Regions from separate parts of the Pan troglodytes genome. Here region 2 is linked to region 1. Evidence: chromatin contacts called from public HiChIP or PLAC-seq data. All regions are on one chromosome and are shown on one strand. Each heading gives the region's core, a stretch centred on a gene start, on an enhancer-like site or on the middle of the called end of the contact. The rest is flanking DNA. Distances are from core to core; before and after follow the strand shown.

Region 1 (6,446 bases), core at 2,074-4,573:
ATGAACCTGGGAGGCGGAAGTTACAGTGAGCCGAGATCCACTCCAGCCTGGGTGACAGAACAAGACTCTGTCTTAAATAAATAAATAAATAAATAAACAGGGGAGACATGGTTTGGTCAGTGAAAAGAAATAGGGAAGACTCAAGGAGATAATGAGAGGTGAGAGAATGGACAAAAAGAGATTGAATAGTTTAGCTTGAGAAGGGACAAGCATGGACACGGAAGGTGATGGGGATAAGTGAAAGACGCCTTCTTTTTTTTTATTTTTATTTTTATTTTTTTTTAGACACAGTTTTGCTCTTGTTGCCCAGGCTGTAGTGCGATGGCGCCATCTCGGCTCACCACAACCTCCGCCTCCCGCGTTCAAGCGATTCTCCTGCCTCAGCCTCCCGAGTAGCTGGGATTATAGGCATGCGGCACCATGCCCGGCTAATTTTGTATTTTTAGTAGAGACGGGGTTTCACCATGTTGGCCAAGCTGGTATTGAACTCCTGACCTCACGTGATCCACCTGCCTCGGTCTCCCAAAGTGCTGAGATTACAGGCGTGAGACACCGCGTCCAGCCTTTAATTTTTTATAGGCAGCCAGAATAGGCTCGAGAGAGACTCCCTTGAATAATTTTTTCTTGCCCGGGCGCCGTGGCTCACGCCTGTAATCCCAGCACTTTGGGAGGCCGAGGCGGGTGGATCACGAGGTTAGGAGATCGAGACCATCCTGGCTAGCACGGTGAAACCCCGCCTCTACTAAAAATACAAAAAATTAGCCGGGCGCGGTGGCGGGCGCCTGTAGTCCCAGCTACTCGGGAGGCTGAGGCAGGAGAATGGCGTGAACCCGGGAGGCGAAGCTTGCAGTGAGCGGAGATCGCGCCGCTGCACTGCAGCCTGGGCGACAGAGCGAGACTCCGTCTCAAATAATAATAATAATAATAATAATAATAATTTTTTCTTTGCCGGTCGCGGTGGCTCAGGCCTGTAATCCCAGCACTTTGGGAGGCTGAGGCGGGCGGATCACGTGACGTCGGGAGTTCGAGACCAGCATGGCCAACATGGTGAAACCCCGTCTCGACTAAAAAAAAAAAAAAAAAAAAAAATTAGCTGGGCGTCGTGGCAGGCGCCTGTAATCCCAGCTACTTGGGAAGCTGAGGCTGGAGAATCGCTTGAACCCAAGAGGCGGAGGTTGCAGTGACCAGAGATTGAGCCATTGCACTTCTGCCTGGGTGACGAGCAAAACTTTGTCTCAAAAAATAAAATAAAAATAAAAACAAAGGTTGGGCGCAGTGGCTCACGCCTGTAATCCCAGGCCTTTGGGAGGCAGAGGCGGGTGGATCACCTGAGGTCGGGAGTTCGAGAGCAGCCTGACCAACATGGAGAAACCTCGTCTCTACTAAAAATACAAAATTAGCAGGGGGTAGTGCGGGTGTCTGTAATTTCAGCTACTCGCGAGGCTGAGGCAGGAGAATCGCTTGAACCAGGGAGGCGGAAGCTGCGGTTAGCCCAGATCACACCATTGCACTCCAGCCTACGCAACAAGAGCGAAACTCCACCTCAAAATAAACAATAAAAATTAAAAAAATAAAAGTAAAAATAGGCCGGGCGCGGTGGCTTACGCCTGTAAACCCAGCACTTTGGGAGGCCAAGGCGGGCAGATCACGAGGTCAGGAGATCAAAACCATCCTGGCTAACACGGTGAAACCCCGTCTCTACCTAAAATACAAAAAATTAGCCGGGTGGTGGCGGGCGCCCGTAGTCCCAGCTACTCAGGAGGCTGAGGCGGGAGAATGGCGTGAACCCAGGAGGCGGAGCTTGCAGTGAACCGAGATCGCGCCACTGCACCCCAGCCTAGGTCGACAGAGCAAGACTCCGTCTCAAAAAAAAAAAAAAAAAAAAAAATAGGGCCAGGCGTGGTGGCTCACGACTGTAATCCCAGCACTTTGGGAGGCCGAGGCGGGCGGATTAGAAGGTCAAGAGATCGAGACCATCTGGCCAACATGGTGAAACCCCATCTCTACTAAAAATACAAAAATTAGCTGGGCGTGGTGTCGGGCACCTGTAATCCCAGAGGATTACAGGTACTCCAGAGGCTGAGGCACAAGAATCGCTTGAATTCGGGAGGCGGAGGTTGCAGTGAGCCGAGATTGCGCCACTGCACTCCAGCCTGGCGACAGAGCAAGACTCTGTCTCAAAAAAATTAATTAATTAATTAATTAAAAAATAAATAAAAATTTTTTTGAGACAGGATCTTACTCTATCACCGAGGCTGGAGAGCAGTGGCATCATAATCGTGGCTCACTACAGCCTTGGACTCTTGGGCTCAAGTGATCTGCCCACTTCTGTCCCCCAAGTAGCTGCGGCTGGGACTACAGGCCACACCACCATGTATGGCTAATTTTTTTTTTTTTTTTGTCGAAGCAGTCTCACTATGTTGCCCAAGCTGGTCTTGAACTCCTGGGCTTAAGGGATCCTCTCACGTTGGCCTCCCAAAGTGCTGGGATTACAAGTGTGAGCCACCGCAACAGGTCTTAGATAATATTTTCTTTCTTTCGTGTTTCGTATTTTTTTCCACCCCCAGCACACATATAGCAAGAATAATTTTTTTCTAAAGGCAGAGATAAACTTGTTTCTCTTTTACTCTCTTTCTTTCTTTCTTTTTTTTTTTTTTTTTTTTTGAGACGGAGTCTGGCTCTGTCGCCCAAGCTGGAGTGCAGTGGCGCAATCTCGGCTCACTGCAAGCTCTGCCTCCCGGGTTCACGCCATTCTCCTGCCTCAGCCTCCCAAGTGGCTAGGACTACAGTCGCCTGCCACCACGCCCGGCTAATTGTGTGTGTGTGTGTGTATTTTTAGTAGAGATGGGGTTTCACCGTGTTAGCCAGGATGGTCTCGATCTCCTGACCTCGTGATCCGCCCGCCTCGGCCTCCCAAAGTGCTGGGATTACAGGCGTGAGCCACCGCGCCCGGCAAACTTGTTTCTTTATACCCGTGTTGTTCATATTTCAGCTTCCTGGTTACCAAGGCTGCACATTCATGGCCGATTGAGTGAGATTTCAGGAGTACTGCACCTTAAGTGGGCCATATTAAAAGATCCACGTGAAGAATGACATTTTTAGTTCAAATCTCTGTTTTCCTAAGCTATTTGGTCAGAGAAATCACACATGGGTCCCCATAAGAGAGATCGTTCCAACTGAAGCCCCAGGATGTGTCTAGGGAGGCTGTGTGTGTTGGGGTGGTGGGGCCGATTCTGTATAACTAATTTACGTTTTCACCCTGTTCCACCAGGGGGCAGACTGACTCAACAAATAACCTACTTCTGCGCATCCCGCTTTTTTCAAAGTGAATTGGGACCCATAGAACTAAGGGCTTGGACAACTAACAGTAAAATTCTAGGACTGCCTTTTACTCAGCCCCAGAAACCGATGATAACTCATCTTCTAGCTTCGTTGAATAGCATCTCCAAAACTCAGCCCCATTTTTTTTTTTCAATTTCTAGTGCTCTCCCTACCTTCACCCTTATTCCCAAAACTCTTGGTTCTCTTCCCCAATCCCTCTAAAATTTCTCTTCTAAAATTTCTGGTCGTCGTGGTTAAACCTCTACTTCCCTTCACCCCAGCCTCTCTGGCCTCAGAATGGAAGAGTAAGGTCCTAAGAGGGGAGCTACAATTACCGAAAGGCTGTGGAAAATAGCGAGAGAGACAGGCCGGCCTAAGCTAGGAAGGGAAAACCGAGAGAACAGAGGCCGGGCTGGCAGCCTTGGCCTGCTCAAAAGGGTGGGCGGGCAGGGGGTGGAGCCCGGAGGGGTGCCGCCTCTCCTCTTTCCCGGAGCCTGGGCGGAGAGGGAGGAAAACTTCTTCCTGGCCTGGGCTCCGTGCCGCTCTGTTTGCCAACCGTCCAGTCCCGCCTACCAGTGCCGGGCGCTCCCCACCCCTCCCCCGGCTCCCCCGGTGTCCGCCATGGCCAAAGCCTACGACCACCTCTTCAAGTTGCTGCTGATCGGGGACTCGGGGGTGGGCAAGACTTGTCTGATCATTCGCTTTGCAGAGGACAACTTCAACAACACTTACATCTCCACCATCGGTGAGCCCGCTGGCCATGTCCCAGACCCCGACTCTCCTGTGACCTCCTTCTCCGGCTCCCGGATTACTAGTGACCCCACTTTTCAGTCCCCTTAGAGTAAGGCTCCTAAATTCTAGTCCCTCAACCCCTAGCTCTGACCCTTCCCCCATGCATGTCTCTGTATAGTAACCAAACCTCTCACCTCTCTGAGGCCTTCAGGTAACTCTTCAACTGCTGCCAGCTCCTCATTTTCTTGGTACCATCGCCTTAGTCTCCCCGAATCCACAAGAACTCTTCTCTATTTTTCTCTGTTCCCCTCTTCCCCTACCCCCACCACCTAGAACTCTCTCGATCCACTCTCCATGTTTCCTGTATCCCTGTCCGCCGCATCTTTTTCTCCCGATCCGATCCGCTAGCCTCTTTCTGTCTTGCTGAGCTTCAAACTCTCCCACTGTGTCCCCACCTCACCATCTACTTCCCAGGTTCCCTGCCCCAGTCTCCCTGCACCTCAGCTGAACAAGGGTTTGGGAAGGGTGGAACAAGGTGGCTGGGTGTGCTGGAGGGTGGCCCAAGGACTGTGATCATGAATATGCAGCCAGCTTGGTGAGGAACGTGGAAATGAGGGGACTTTTGGGGTCTCTGAGTCAGCCTGGTGACTCATCCTCCTCCCAGGGGCCCCCAGCAGGCTTGGGGGAGGTGCCCAAGTTTCTACTAAGAAGAACATTGTCTCCCCTCCTCCCTTCTCTTCTTTCTTCATCTCCTCTGGCTTGGGAAATAGACAGGAAGAGTCTCACGACAATTCTGGTTACAAAGGAAAAGGAAAAATGCCCCTCTCTCCTAATTGTCTCAAAAGTAATCCTGTTTAGCCTCAGACTTTCCTAGTGCCAAGTTTGGCCCACTAGTTAATTCACATAGACTGGCTTCAGCTACTTTTTTCCTTACTCTCTACTAGGAGGGTAGGTGGGATACCAAGAGTAGAGGGCTCTAAGAAAACAGAGAAGAGGAATGTGAAAGTAATATCTGGGGGGAGACAGAGACTGAATTCAGAGAGTTGTCAGCTGGTATAACTGAATGGACCCAAGAGGCAGCCTAAGGATTTTAAGCCTCCATGCAGAATTTTCGTCACCTTTTCCCTCCCAAAATCCATAAAATGTACGTAAAAATAGTATTCTTGCTATACAAATACAGCTTTGGGAAAATTCTCCTAGCTTGGCATTTCCAACAAGATTGCTCCCCAAGTGCCTCCCCTGCAGAATTTCTGGTGCCAGCACTGCTCCGTTCCTGTCCCTTCCATCACACAGTTTTACATGTGTGCATGCATGTCTCAACTTCAGTGCATACCTTCCACCCCTAGGAATTGATTTCAAGATCCGCACTGTGGATATAGAGGGGAAGAAGATCAAACTACAAGTCTGGTAAGTCAGTCCTCTGGGATGCCTCGCCAGACTTCCCCATTTACCTCCTACACGTTTTTCCTTCTATTTTGTTTCATTTCTCTTCCTTTCCCCATTGCTCCTTCTAGAAGTGCTAGAAGGAGCACTTCTGGCATTTCTCCGGATGCACTCAGCTGTCCTTCCATCTCTCTTCCTGCTCTCCCAACTAGTTGCAACTCTTTTGTAACTCTTGCCTCCTCTGGCTGCAGAGCATCCTCTTAATTTGACAACAAACAACTGTTCAGTCATAACATGGAAACAGGCTGTGAGCAGTTAAATGGCAAAGGCAGAATTAAGACTTGACTCTAAGTCTAGTGTTTTCTCCAAAATATGGTGAGCCCAGAGAGCCAAATATAGACCCTGAAGGTGTTTAAGTGGTATGAAGCTTAGTGGAGGCATTATGCTATGACATATAAGAGCAGACTGGTGCGCAAATCTGGTTCTTTTAGTTATCTCCTGCCTGACCTTCATTAATTATTCAGCCTATCCAAATCTGTTTCCTCTTTTTTTTTTTTGAGACAGAGTTTTGCTCTTGTCACCCAGGCTGGAGTGCAATGGCACAATCTAGGCTCACTTTAACCTCCGCCTCCTGGGTTCAAGTGATTCTCCGACCTCAGCCTCCCAAATAGCTGGGATTACAGGTGCCCGCCACTAGGCCGGGCTAATTTTTGTATTTTTAGTAGAGACGAGGTTTCACCATGTTGGCCAGGCTGGTCTCGAACTCCTGACCTCAGGTGATCCACCCGCCTCAGCCTCCCAAAGTGTTGGGATTATAGACGCAAGCCACGGCACCTGGCGTGTTTCCTCATTTTTAAAATAGAGACAATAATACATGTCTTACAAGGAAAGAGTAAGGATTAGATAAAATGATACATACACAGTGCTTGACACATAGCAAACATTCAATGAATAAGCAAAGACATCTTGTTTCTTGGGCCACTACCATCTCTGGAAATCAGCTCAACTGT
Region 2 (6,946 bases), core at 4,146-6,645, 320 kb after region 1:
AATCAGTTGAACTTTGGGAAGTGAGGACATTATACAAATAACAGATCTAGGTGATGTTGACCCCATTAGCTGAGAAGCTGAAGAAGGTTTTGGAAGGATGATACTTTTAGTTTATTGGATGTGAGGTGCCTATAGATAATCAAGTGGAAGTGTCTGATAGGCCTCGGACTAGTGGAGCTGGAGCTCAGAAGAAATGACTGGACTAGAAATATAGTTTAGTAATTGAGCTCCTTTCAATAATGGTGAACTAGCCCTAAAGCTACAGACAACTAAAAGTGTTGGATGAAATACTTTTTTAAAAATCAAAGAACTAGCTGGGCATGGTGTCTCATACCTGTAGTCCCAGCACTTTGGGAGGCGGAAGTGGGCTGATCACTTGAGGCCAGGAGTTCAAGACCAGTCTGGCCTTCATGATGAAACCCCGTCTCTACTAAAAATACAAAAATTAGCTGGGTGTAGGCCAGGTGCGGTGGCTCATGCCTGTAATCCTAGCACTTTGGGAGGCCGAGGCGGGTGGATCACCTTAGGTTGAGAATTCGAGACTAGCCTGACCAACACGGAGAAACCCTGTCTCTACTAAAAATACAAAAATTAGCCGGACATGGTGGCGCATGCCCGTAATCCCAGCTACTCAGGAGGCTGAGGCAGGAGAATCGCTTGAACCTGGGAGGCAGAGGTTGCGGTGAGCCAAGATCATGCCATTGCACTCCAGCCTGGGCAACAAGAGTGAAACTCTGTCTCAAAGAAAAAAAAAAAAATTAGCCGGGCTTGGTGGTGCATGCCTGTAATCCCAGGTACTAGGGAGGCTGAGGCACAAGAATCACTTGAACCCAGGAGGCAGAGGTTTCAGTGAGCCAAGATTGCGCACCTGCATTCCAGCCTGGACAGCAGAGCAAGACCCTGTTTCAAAAAACAATAAATAAATAAAAATAAAAATAAAAGAACCGGGCCGGGCGCAGTGGCTCAAGCCTGTAATCCCAGCATTTTGGGAGGCCGAGACGGGCGGATCACAATGTCAGGAGATTGAGACCATCCTGGCTAACATGGTGAAACCCTGTCTCTACTAAAAATACAAAAAAATTAGCTGGGCACAGTGGCGGGCGCCTGTAGCCCCAGCTATTCAGGAGGCTGAGGCAGGAGAATGGCGTGAACCTGGGAGGCGGAGCTTGCAGTGAGCCGAGATCGCGCCACTGCACTCCAGCCTGGGTGACAGAGCAAGACTCCGTCTCTTCAAAAAAAAAAAAAATTAGCCAAGCGTGGTGGCAGGTGCCTGTAATCCCAGCTACTCGGGAGGCTGAGGCAGAATTGCTTGAACCCAAGGGGTGGAGGTTGCAGTGAGCCGAGATCGCACCACTGCACTCCAGCCTGGGCAACAAGAGTGAAACTCTGTCTCAAAAAAAAAAAAAAAAAAAATAGCCGGGCTTGGTGGTGCACACCTGTAATCCCAGCTACTCGGGAGGCTGAGGCACAAGAATCACTTGAACCCAGAAGCAGAGGTTGCAGTGAGCCGAGATCACGCCACTGCACTCCAGCCTGGGCAACAGAGCAAGACCCTGTCTCAAAATAAATAAATAAATAAATAAATAAATAAATAAATAAATAATAAAAGAACTAATAAGATAGTGAGGCCAGGCACAGTGGCTCACGCCTATAGTCCTAGCACGTTGGGAGGCCAAGGCAGGTGGATCACCTAAGGTCAGGAGTTCGAGACCAGCCTGGCCAACGTGGCAAAACCCCGTATCTACTAAAAATACAAAAATTAGCCGGGCATGGTGGCAGGTACCTGTAATCCCAGCTACTTGGGAGGCGGAGGCAGAATTGCTTGAACCCAGGGGGAGGAGGTTGCAATGAGCTGAGATCGTACCATTTCACTCCATTTCGAGCAAAACTTCGTCTCAAAAAATAATAATAATTAAAAAAATAAGATAGTGAGAAATTATTGGTGTGACAGCATGAAAGTACAGGAAAGTAGAGAAGTAAGCCCAGCAGTAGGGCTGATTTTACCCTGGGGTCATTTGCTGATTCGGAATTAGTGGCAGAAAATAGGTTGTGTGGGGCCAGTGAAGTCCAGGCCGGGTGTGGTGGCTCACACCTGTAATCCCAGCACTTTAGGAGGCCAAGGCGGGAGGATGGCTTGAGCTTAGGAGTTTCAGACCAGCCTGGGCAACAGGGCGAGACCCCATTTCAATTTTTTTAAATTAAAAAAAAGAAAAAGGGCCAGGCACGGTCGCTCATGCCTGTAACCCCAGCACTTTGGGAGGCCGAGATGGATGGATCATGAGATCAGGAGTTCAAGTCCAGCCTGCACAAGATGGTGAGACCCCCATCTCTACTAAAAATACAAACATTAGCCAGGCGTGGTGGTGCATGCCTGTAAGCCCAGCTACTCGGGAGGCTGAGGCAGGAGAATCACTTGAACCCAGGAGGCAGAGGTTGTAGTGAGCCGAGATTGCGCCACTGCACTCCAGCCTGGGCAATAGGGGGAAACTCACTCTCAAAAAAAAAAAAAAAAAAAGGAGTCCAAATGTTCCCAAAGGTGATAACCTTGGTAAACCACCTTCGTGTTTTGGGCTAGGATCTCAAAAGGCTGCACTCCTAGGGGCAACCTGGGAGTAAAATAAATAGAAAATCTAAGGTCCTGCTTGGTGCCTCACATCTGTAATCCCAGAACTTTGGGAGGCTGAGGTGAGGATCACTAGAGCCCAGGAGTTGGAGACCAGCTTAGGCAACATAGTGAGACCTTATCTCTACCAAAAATTAAAAAATTAGTTGGGTGTGGTGACATATGCCTGTAGTCCGAGCTACTCTGGAGGTTGACACAGGAGGATCGCTTCAGCCCAAGAGGTTGAGGCTTCAGTGAGCTGTGTTTATGCCACTGAACTCCAGCCTGGGCAACAGGAGTGAGACCCTGTCTCAAAAATAATAATAATACAGACCCAAAATATTAAAAGACCAAAATTAAGAACCAAATGATAGATTTAATACTATGTTAGACTAAACTGAGGAGCAAGTAATAAATTGGAAGAAAGGACAGCAGAAACTACCTAAAATGAAGAATGGATAAAAAGGAATGAAAAGCATAAAAAGAGAGGGTTAAAGGCCTTTGCAGTGGCTCATGCCTGTAATCCCAGCACTTTGGGAGGCTGAGGTGGGTGGATCACCTGAGGTTGGGAGTTCGAAACTAGCCTGACCAACGTGGAGAAACCCTGTCTCTACTAAAAATACAAAATTATCCAGGCATGATGGTGCATGCCTGTAATCCCAGCTACTCGGGAGGCTGAGGCAGGAGAATCACTTGGACCTGGGAGGCAGAGTTTGTGAGCCGAGATCACGCGTTGCACTCCAGCCTGGGCAACAAGAGCGAAACTCTGTCTCAAAACAAAAAACAAAAAACAAACAAAAAACAAAGACTAGCCTTGACAACATATAAAGTACCCCATCTCTACAAAAATAAATAAATAAGTAAGCCCGGGGCCAAGGGAGGTGGCTCACACCTGTAATCCCAGCACTTTTGGAGACAGAGGCAGGAGGATCACCTGAGGTCAGGAGTTTGAGACCAGTCTGGCCAACATGGTGAAACCCCATGTCTACTAAAAATACAAAAATTAGCTGGGCAGGGCCGGGCGTGGTGGCTCACGTCTGTAATCCCAGCACTTTGGGAGGCCGAGGCGGGCAGATCACGAGATCAAGAGATGGAGACCATCCTCACTAACACCGCGAAACCCCGTCTCTACTAAAAATACAAAAAAAAAAAAAAAATTAGCCGGGCGTGGTGGTGGGCGCCTGTAGTCCCAGCTACTCGGGAGGCTGAGGCAGGAGAATCGCTTGAACCGGGGAGGCGGAGGTTGCAGTGAGCTGAAATAGCGCCACTGCACTGCAGCCTGGGAGACTCCATCTCAAAAAAATAAAATAAAATTAGCTCGGAGTGGTGTTGCCTGTGCCTTTGAGTAGTCCCAACTACTAGGGAGGCCGAAATGGGAGAGTCTCTTGAGGCCAGGAGGTTGAGGCTGCAGTGAGCTATGATGGTGCACCACTGCACTCCAGCCTGGGCAACAGAGTGAGACCCTGTGTCTAAATAAAATGAAATAATAGAAGAGAGGGTAAGAGACAAAGAGATTACTGGGGGAAAAGTCTAACCCGTCTTTATTTGGAGTTCAGGAAGGAGGGAAATAATAGGTAAAACTAATACTTGAAGAGATAATAGCTGATAAATTTAATAAATGGACGACAAACCTGAAGCCATTGATTCAAGAAGCTCAACAAACCTAAAGTAAGATTTTTTTGTTTTTAAACGGAGTCTCCCTCTATCGCCCAGGCTGGGGTGCAGTGGCGCCATCTCAGCTCACTGCAACCTCCGCCTCCCGGATTTAAGAGATTCTCCTGCCTCAGCCTCCTGAGTAACTGGAATTACAGGAGCCCGCCAGCACGCCGGCTAATTTTTGTATTTTTAGTAGAGACGGAGTTTCACCATGTTGGCCAGGCTGATCTCGAACTCCTGACCTCGGGTGATCCACCCGTCTCGGCCTCCCACAGTGCTGGGTGGCCACAAGCCACCGCACTCGGTCCGCTTTTTGTTTGCTTGTTTTTTAAAAATTAATAATATTTATTTTAATCTGGTTGGTGGTTACGTGGACAGAATACGTTTAGACTTAAGATGTTTACGTTCTGCTGTAGTAAATTAAATATCGAAAAAGTACTTATGGAAGGGAGGTAGGTGAGGGATAAAAGTTTACAAGTTGGGTTCCGTGTATACTGCTCGGGTGATGAGTGCACCAAAATCTCACAAATCACCACTAAAGAATTTATGTAACCAAGCTGGGCGCTGTGGCTCACGCCGGTAATCCCAGCACTTTCGGAAGCTGAGGCGGGTGGAACACCTGTTTCCATGGACATGGAAAACCATGTTTTCCACACTAATTCAATCAATATACTCCTCTCCTATCTAAAACCTGTTTCTCCTGCTTCGAGTTTGTAGACGTGCAGTGTTCAAACTCCCTTTTCCCCATCAACTTCAACTGCTAGTGGCAAAAATAGCTGGTATTGGTTGCATTTTTGAGGTAGGACAATTGGCAAGATATTTTCCTTTACTAAAGAAACGTAGATTACGTATGCCATACAGGGCAATGAAAAAACTTCGATAGCAGAGGATGGTTTCGATCCATCGACCTCTGGGTTATGGGCCCAGCACGCTTCCGCTGCGCCACTCTGCTATCTAGAACTAAAATTTCTCATGATTGTTATAGAACACTACATAGTCGTTGTCCTGACTTCTTTAGTGCCACCTAATGTCTGATCAAAAATTCGTCATTACTATAGAACCAGTTCTTATTGGCTAGTTCCTGACACAGTAGGCGTTTTTTATTGGTTCATAAGCCCGGTTTGACAAAGTAAGCCAATAGGCATAAGCGATGGGGTAAGGCGGGAGCCAATCGCGCCGGGTTTTATTGGGACACGCCGGCAAGACGCCTCTTCAGTTGTCTGCTACTCAGAGGAACGGGCGGTTGGTGCGGCCTCCATTGTTCGTGTTTTAAGGCGCCATGAGGTAAGTGGGTCGAAGCGGTCGAAAGGTTTCAGGTATTCGACGGAAAACTTTGTGAACGTGGGCCGAAAGAAGTCGGAGTATCAGAAAGGGCCATGTATCCGGGGGCTGGCCAAAAACCTGAGAACTCCTGGTCTAGGATAGTGGGAGAGATGGAGCCTGGTAGAGGCGGGGAAACTTGGGCCCGGGATGGGGTTCGGGCCCAGGAGTGGGGAGGCGGGTTCGACACCTCTGTCTCTGAAGGGTTGCGATGAGGGGGTGTCCTCAAGCCCCTGGAGGAGCTCCCCACCTTTCCCCCGCCCCCGTCATCCGGGCTGAGAATGCTGGAGCGAGCCGCATTCATCCTCAGTGCGAAGGCCTTGACATTAGGACACGCCCGATAAATGTGTACATTAGTGAAGAAATGAGCAATCTTTAGCCTCCGAAGTATTAGGATTCGTGTGGCCCAGGATTATGGGTTATTAAGGGTAGGGCTCACTGTCTGAGCCCCATCATTACTTGAGGGGGTTGTGATTAACTTAGAGGAGGTTATGGGGGTGTAACTGGGCACCATTTGGAATGGGGAGAAGTGTAAGTGTGAGTGGGGTCTCTTGCCTACCGTTGGGAGGTTCCGAGGGATGAAAGTAGCCAACCTAAGATGATATGGCCGGTGGGTATTCCTTCAATGAGGTCAAAATAAAATCTGCATTTCTAGGGGTGACAGAGGCCGTGGTCGTGGTGGGCGCTTTGGTTCCAGAGGAGGCCCAGGAGGAGGGTGAGTACCAGCTTTTAGCATCTCTGCACTTGGTTGTTAGTTTCTGCTTGTCATCTAAATAGGAGTTTTGGAGTAGACTAATGTCACTTGGTTTTGCGAGAGCCAACTATGGTCTTTTCCTGCACTCCTGTTAAATGAATTTGGCCCCACTATGCTAAGAATGATTCTTTCCCTCCCCGGAGACTTTGTCACTCATTCTGAGGACTGACATGTTTTCAAAATTGTTGGCGTGTTATTTACATCTCGGCTTGATTCCTACCTAGGGAATAATTTGGCTGTTTTTCATGTTTTAGGTTCAGGCCCTTTGTACCACATATCCCATTTGACTTCTATTTGGTGAGTACCTTGGGTTAATGATACACATTTTCTGGTCACTGTTGAAATGGAGCCCAGTATCTCCCAGTTAATGAAGTTAGATGGTGGTTGAAGAGGGCAGACACAGTGCCTCACGCCTGTAATCTCAGCACTTTGGGAGGCTGAGGCAGACGGATTACCTGAAGGTCAGGAGTTTGAGACCAGCCTGGCCAATATGGTGAAACCCCGTCTCTACTAAAAATAAAAAAGTTGGCTGGGCATGTGTCTAATCCCAGCTACTTGGGAGGCTGAAGCAGGAGAATTGCTTAACCCGGGAGGCGGAGGTTGCAGTGAACCAA

The links. HiChIP or PLAC-seq counts read pairs in DNA pulled down with a chosen protein or histone mark.
Region 2: a contact with region 1 is called in an H3K4me3 HiChIP or PLAC-seq map of stem cell-derived excitatory neurons, with 9 times the contacts expected there. The contact joins the promoter of ILF2 here to the promoter of RAB13 in region 1. A contact is called at or near these places in 1 of 7 Hi-C or Micro-C datasets (stem cell-derived neural progenitor cells) and 1 of 1 datasets of contacts at active chromatin or transcription factors (stem cell-derived excitatory neurons).

Annotation. Positions count from the first base shown.
Region 1 is chr1:95,194,221-95,200,666 of NHGRI_mPanTro3-v2.0_pri, forward strand. RAB13 (RAB13, member RAS oncogene family) reads left to right here and starts at 3,324. Exons shown (of 8, transcript XM_522433.8): 1 at 3,324-4,066; 2 at 5,400-5,460. The coding sequence starts at 3,943.
Region 2 is chr1:95,507,680-95,514,625 of NHGRI_mPanTro3-v2.0_pri, forward strand. ILF2 (interleukin enhancer binding factor 2) reads left to right here and starts at 5,396. Exons shown (of 14, transcript XM_001142785.7): 1 at 5,396-5,542; 2 at 6,234-6,293; 3 at 6,587-6,629. The coding sequence starts at 5,538. TRNAM-CAU (transfer RNA methionine (anticodon CAU)) reads right to left here and starts at 5,210; the gene lies at 5,139-5,210.